2 separate regions of the Gossypium arboreum genome follow, and region 2 is linked to region 1. A link is a contact called in public Hi-C data. All regions are on one chromosome and are shown on one strand. Each heading gives the region's core, a stretch centred on a gene start, on an enhancer-like site or on the middle of the called end of the contact. The rest is flanking DNA. Distances are from core to core; before and after follow the strand shown.

Region 1 (3,433 bases), core at 347-2,846:
TCCCATTCTTTACTTTAACAGAACTTAGAACAATTTATTTTGTAATCAACTAAATTATATGTTCCTACAATAGTTCAAATATCAAAGTTGGAACAAAGTGAAAACCAAAACTTTTTCATTTATTAATAAACTTATAGAAGCAATCAAACATCAATCTCAATAGAAAATATAAGAGATAAGTGCTTACAAAGTAGAAGAACTGGAAGAAGAAAACATTCTACATAAGGTAAAGAAATTTTAATTAAAGTGGTGGCTTGTGTAGTGTTTTACCTACTCAATTTCATGTTCTAAGCTCCTTAAAAGAAACTTTGCTTTGATAACTCAACAATGGCTAATTACTAGTAGGGACAAAAGGAAAATGAAATAAATATCTCAATGAATGCTTCACCTTTAAGTAAATATAGAATGTCTAAACCTAAACCTAAAACTTTAACCTCTAAATGTTTTTCAATCTACTAAATTGACCTATTAATCTAAACAAAGCTTGATCTAAACCTTTCATCCCTCCCTTGGCTGAAATGTATTATTCACACGCGGAGTAACATATCCACACCACTCACAATCAAGAAGTTACCTTTTATTAATTTTGGTACTATAACTACTTGAACCTAGATGGGTTCTGTAGGGATGAATTGGTTGGAGTTTACAATTTTGGCCTTTTGTATGTTTAAGAGAATGAACACCATTGTAGATTGTTGGAGAAAAATATGTGAAAGACATGAAAAACTCATTTTCTTGATATGTTTTCGGTAAAGGGAAGTTTTTGGCGATTGTTTAAAATAATAGAAAAGCGAAAGAGGGAAAAAAAAAAAAAACCAAACATTTGGTTCGTAATTATCAAAATCAAAATCTGAAATTATACGAGTAGCAACTTCTCTTTTATTTGTATTAAAAAAATAAACTAAAATAATTCTATGAATATAACTGTAACATTAATTAAAATGTAATACATCATTTCGTTTCACACTGGTTTGGTTGAAAATGAAAATTAAAATTGAAATTGATTAGTGGAGAAGACTCTTCTAAATTTCTAGAAATGGAGCAATGGGTTCACATGCCGACCGTACATGTAATGTATTCTGGATATTTCATTTTCATCCAAGTTCAAACGTTTTAGTCAACTTGGCTAACTAAGTTAGGTTGACGTTCTAGAGATAAGAAAATGAAGTGAAGAAAGTGTTAGGGTTCTCTGTTCACAATTAGTTTCAACTTCATTTTGTTAATGAGGACCTGACTAATGGAAGTTTTTCTTTTTAATGCAAAAGTGTAGAGGAAGCCTTGGTTAAATGGGGGAAGAGTTTATAGATAATTATATTGATTATGATTATAATTTTTGAAAATATATACTAATAATATTTATAAATATAAATTACTGTTTTAATTGGAGAAATCTATTTAATACTTTCATGCTTTTATTATTATTCCTTAATTTTGGAATTTCTTTTGTAAGATTAAATCACTTACGTCTCATCAAAGCCTCTCTTTTTTTAAAAAATTTTCATGCAATTCATGGCCGTATTTTGGGCCAAATAAAACCCAAAGTAATATGCGGGCGAAATTTTGGGTTTCTTATTTCATTTATCAACTAAGACAAGTCCCGGCGGAACAGCTGAAGTGGTTTGGGCTGTGGCTATTGGATTCGGGTTTTTTCTTTAGACAGTTTTAACTATACCTAATAAAATTATACTATATAAATAAAAGGCTTAATATTTTATTTAATATTTGGGTTTCATACTTTTTTAAGTGGTGGTGGTTTTTTTCAATGTGGTAAAATTTATATATTTTAATTCCAAAAGGTGAACGATGTTATTTTTTTTTTCAATAGTTAATTTCATTTCAGTACGGCCCATGTTAGTCAAAATATTCTGTTCTGGTGATAAATTGGAAAAACAAATTTTAATGTCCATTCTGGCGTACATTTTGGTAGGTATTGACTATATTAGTGTATATTGGTTGATATCGTTTATACTGGCTGGAATATGGTATATTAACCAGTAAAAAAAATGAAATTTAAGATATTGTTGAATGATTAATTGCTATATGCATAGTAAGTATGGGATGATTTTATTATTTAATTTATAGATTGTTGTTGGTTTTGAGTTTGTTTAATGATAAATGTATTTGTGAAGATTATTAAAAAGTATTTTATATAATTGATGAGTATTTATATTTGAGATTTATTTGCTATTAGATATTTGTAAATATTTTATGTACATAAATCAATTTTTTTTAAAATTTGCGATAAATTTAAAATGATACACCGAAATAGATCGATACCAATATGTACCAATACTAGTAGAAAAACGATACGTCTACAAGTTTGATATTGACTCCCTTGCTTTTTAGTGTTTAATTCAGGTTTAAGGTTGATTTGATTTTTTTTGGTATAATCATAGGTGCCATCATTCGTTTTATAGTGTTAGACCAATCTTGTTTAGGTCAGGGGTGGTATTCAAGCTTAAGGTTCATTTGATGAAAACTAAATGCTAATATTATGAGTTTTAAATTTTCATGATTTTGTTAATAAAATTGTTGCAACCTTAGCTTTTCTATATCTGAAATGTCTTCTAATGTTCGAACAACTCCTTAGGTTGTATATTTTGATCACCATGTTCATTCCGATGTTTAAATAGCTATCTGTAGTGGACCTTATTTTTTTTTATCTAAGCCTATTTTTCAGGCCTATATTTTTACTTAAATCCTCTTATTTTTCGAGTAGGCTCTCAGGTCTCTAATTTTGATCACCATGTTCATTCCATTATTTAAATAGCTAACTATATTGGACCTTAACTTTCTTATATCTGAATTCTGAAGTGTCTCCTCATGTTCGAACAACTCCTTAAACTATATATTTATTCCCATATTAGAAGTGGAGATGTCTGAAAATTATTTATTTTCTACATGGGGAAATATAGAGAAGCAGACTGCTTCAATCGTTATCGAAAATTGAATTGCAAAGTTAACATATAAACATAAAACTTTTTTCCATGTTTAATGACATATTATTGTATTATTCGTACTGGTTTTATTTTGATATTTTCCATTGTAAGTTTATTTTCAGTATTAATGTTTTATTTTTACTATATGATAATCTAATTTTTATTTATTTATTTTCTATTAAAAAGTTTATAATATCCTACTTTACATTCAAGGCAATACATGCAATCAAATACAGTAAAACTCCAAAATATTCAAGCTTGATCTGCAGACAACCCTTCGCATTTGCTACAATAAGGAACTCTATGTTGCCGAAATGAAAACATCAAAGCTGCAGTTCAAGAAGTCTATGGTTACAAAACTATGCAATGAATTTTTAAATTGCTTTCGAGATTGAGAAAAAATTAAGTTGAAACAAAGGTTCAACATTTCCTTTATAATGCTTAAATTGCTATTCTTAATTTCCGTTACAATACCAGTGTTTTAAATAAATGTT
Region 2 (3,839 bases), core at 481-2,980, 300 kb after region 1:
AGTTGTATTGTACCTAATATAAGAATCAAACTTTAACCACTAATTAAGGTAAAAGAAACCATTACCATCTCCCAAGATTTATGATTGATTAATTAATTTTGTATTAAGGAATTAAGTGATTATAAATTTTGATTAACAACTTAATTGATTTTAAAATTATTTTACCAGAATTTTAAGTCAAATCTTTTATTTTCCTTTAAATTTATTAAACTCTAAAATTTTGAAATCTTGCAAAAAACAGACGGATAAAAATAAAAACTTAATTGAGGGTTTCAAAACTCCAAGAGAAAAATTGCTCTTTTCTGTTTTTATCTGAAGTGGATATTTATTAGTTATAGACGAAGCAAATCCTGAAACGCCACTTGGCATACTCATGCTTCACGCAACGAGTAGCTGCTGGCGTTAAAACTCGAATTTAAATCTCATTGATATCAATAATTAATAAACAACTCGTACCCTTTATCTCTAATTTTTTAAAAAATAAAAATAAATGTTAACTTAATGATAAAGGAATTTTAAATCTTGGTATAAATTAATTATAAAAATTAACTTGAATGATTTTACCTGTTTTGATCATATTAATGGCAAAAAAATTCTAAACCTCCAATCTTACTATTAATGTAAAATGAAACAAACGTGATAAAGATGAAAGCCAAACTTCCTCTCATGGAGTCATTTTCGTCAGATATTGAGTGAATGCCGCGTGGAAGAGCGTTTGGCTTTGGACAGGACAGCTCTGTCGTGGCTTTGAATGTGGAAAATTTGGGTGTTGTCCCAATTAATTTAAGATTAAGATGGAATGGGGGACCCTATCTTATAACAACCTTTAATTTAATTAGAAAATGAAAAATCAACGTTACATTTAGCTTTTTGAATTAAGGCTGCTGAATAAGCAATGATGGAGTGTAGGTAATATGCCATGTTTTTTACCTTTACCTTTAACGTCCCAAATATCCATTTGCCTAATCTTTGTTACATCAAGTACCCAAGTTACGTTAAGCTTTATAGCCATTAGTCTAATTATGGTACGATGGTCCCATCGCTATAATATTAACTGCCTAAATTTTGATATGTGAATTTTAGATATATAATTTTATTTAATTTAATTCTCACAAATTATTATTATTATTTTTTTAATAATTGATGTAAAAATATTTAAATTATAATGTTACAACACAAATATTCTTGTCACTAAATTTAAAATTATTATTACTATTAATATAATAATATTTAATGTTTACATATTATATACAAAAATAATTTTATATATCTAGCATAAAATTAAATATAAATATTTATTTTAATTTATATAATTAAATTAAAATATCGTATTCGTATGTATATATGTTTGAATTATAATTAAAATTTTATTTTTATAATTTTAATTTATATCTCCAATTACACATTTAATCAAATAAAAATTCAAATTCAAATTAATTTATACAATCTATATACAATCATTCACAATTACCGTATCAAAATTCGAAATCAACCGTATACGATCCTACTTATCCCGCAAGTCATTGAAACAAATAATAATAATAAAAACAATCACGTCTTCTAAAAGGGGTAGTTTGGGGAAGCTAACAAAATTAAGTATTGAAAAGAGACTTCTATACTCATTTTAAATAAAAACAAAAAAGTGTCGAAAATTACATACCCTTTGCCAAACAGCTTCCTTTTCCTCGCTATTCATGAAGAAATCATGTCATTTTCAGTATTATCATCCTATATATAAACCCTTCAAACTCTCCCCCCTCCCAAAAAAAAAAAAAAAAAAAAACAGGTATACAACTACAAGGCCTTGGGCGTGAGGCAGCAGCATTTGCAACTTGCAAATCTGCCAAATAAAAAAAAACAAAAAAAAAAAGAGAGAGGGTGCGAATTAGGTTTACAAATATGGAGCAAAAGAAGATCAACCATGAAAACAACAACAACAAAGCAGCTATAAGAGATGAAGATGGATATAAAGGAATCCCAATTCATAGCCAAGTGATGAAGATAAAGCGAGAGTTTGAGAAGATCAAGCACCCGTCATTGCAACAAGCTGATATGAGACGAGTGCTTCGGGAGATCACCAGGCAACGCTCCCGTTCCCCTCTCGGATTAGCTGAAAGACCTATAGCTGTTGGCCATTCCTAGAAACTTCCATCACCTTGTAGAAGCAAAAGTAAGAGGAAATAGTTACTTTCATACCCACCAACAGCTTTTTAGGATTAGATTGGATTTTTCTTTTCTTTTTTAATCACGCCCCTGTTTATGGATCTATCTGTTGTAGATATGTTTATGGAGAAAACACTTCCTCTGTTTCTCCCCTATATTAATTAATAACTTAAAAGGTCTTCTTGTTTGAATTAAACATTTAAACCAGCTAAGCTCCCTCTGTTTCTGGAACACAGTTTGGTTTATAGCAAATCACCTCTCTGTTTTTGGTACCCACTCCTCTTTTCCTACTCAAACATAAAAAAATATATAGGGCAGACACCGCAACGGATGCACCAAATCTAACCACCAGGTAAAACAAGTCAATTACTTAAACCGAAAGGAAAAGATTTGATGTGTGGGGTTGATAACAACAAGAAACAGAACCAAGTGCCAAAGAAGGAGCAAACTGTAATTACCGTTTCCATACCATAAGAAACTCGTGGTGGTTCTCCTTGGATCTTCAGCCTCTTTATGAGATCTATCATGACATCTATAATCAGGTCACTACACCGATTATAGATAGCACAACTCTTAAAACACTCTTATAAGCATCCTTGTACACTATGTCAACATGATTATGTGCTTAACACATGCATTTTCAATTTTTCTATGACAAAATATGTTTTAAGTACAATGAAGTTAAGTATCGACCATTACAACATCATGGATATTTGAAGGGGTAATTCAACCAAAGAGTGTCAAGTGAGCCACTAAGCCTCAAGACTAACACAATGCATCACCCTATTACCTAAGCGGTCAACCCGTGCAATTCACAACTTAATGGTATGTATCAATAAAATAAAAAATAAATTTAAATATAATATTTAAAAATTAATGATGTTATAAGTTGTTTCTAATAATTTTGTTAATTTATTATTTTTGAATTAAATTAAACATTTTGTTAATTTATTATTTTTGAATTAAATTAAACATTATGGTATTACATAATATAATATTTAAATAATATAATAAAAATAGTATTTATAGTATTACATAATATTTTGCTTTAGTTTTTAAAAACATGTTATGGTATGATACCAAATATCAATTTTCTAAATTGTGAATACAAATGCTTTAAAAGCTTATAGGCAAATGTGAAAGCAAGCTATGGCTTCACCAAGAATATGGCCCAGTAAAGATAATTCCTCACAGAAACTAGTAAGTTGGAGATTATATAATAAGCATCAGACTAAATTATAATATTATCAAAACCTTGATCTCTACCAAGTTTTAGCCCAACAAATGATGGCATCATTTTCCACCATGCTACCATCAATCATCTCAGCTAATCTCTTTCTGCACCTGCCTAGGATCAGCCCGTCATGACGCCTATGCCCGATGCGTGGTCTCTTGCAACGAAGGAGGCATCTGCGTTGATCTTCAAAGTTTGTCCCTCCAATGCCTTCATCTAACCTGTCTTCGGCAATGGGGCAAGGCTAGCTGTTTAGTCAAATTATGAATGTGGAACTCTGCTTGTAATTCTCTTGTATAATCAAGAGCCACAAGCGGTGGGGTTTGTTTGCCAAAGAGCACCTCATTGTTACCAGTGTTCCAAAGATACCATAAGAGTACCAAGAGACTTGTCAAAACATCTCCGTCCAATATTAGGTTGGACTGCTCCATCCAATCCATGC

What was found. A called contact is a pair of places that touch in the nucleus more often than the background predicts.
Region 2: a contact with region 1 is called in a Hi-C map of leaf, with 2.3 times the contacts expected there. The contact joins the promoter of LOC128289339 here to the enhancer-like site in region 1. A contact is called at or near these places in 2 of 5 Hi-C or Micro-C datasets (both in leaf).

The regions. Positions count from the first base shown.
Region 1 is chr2:86,331,790-86,335,222 of ASM2569848v2, forward strand. No RefSeq gene overlaps it. Among protein-coding and RNA genes, the nearest start is that of LOC108466699, 27 kb to the left of the region's middle. Within about 2 kb of position 1,597, at least 1 of the 2 cell types and tissues checked has an H3K27ac peak or open chromatin away from gene starts, as enhancers often do. A contact at or near this core is called in leaf, where this site is marked.
Region 2 is chr2:86,628,827-86,632,665 of ASM2569848v2, forward strand. LOC128289339 reads left to right here and starts at 1,731. Exons shown (of 1, transcript XM_053025051.1): 1 at 1,731-2,359. The coding sequence starts at 1,900. The coding sequence ends at 2,142.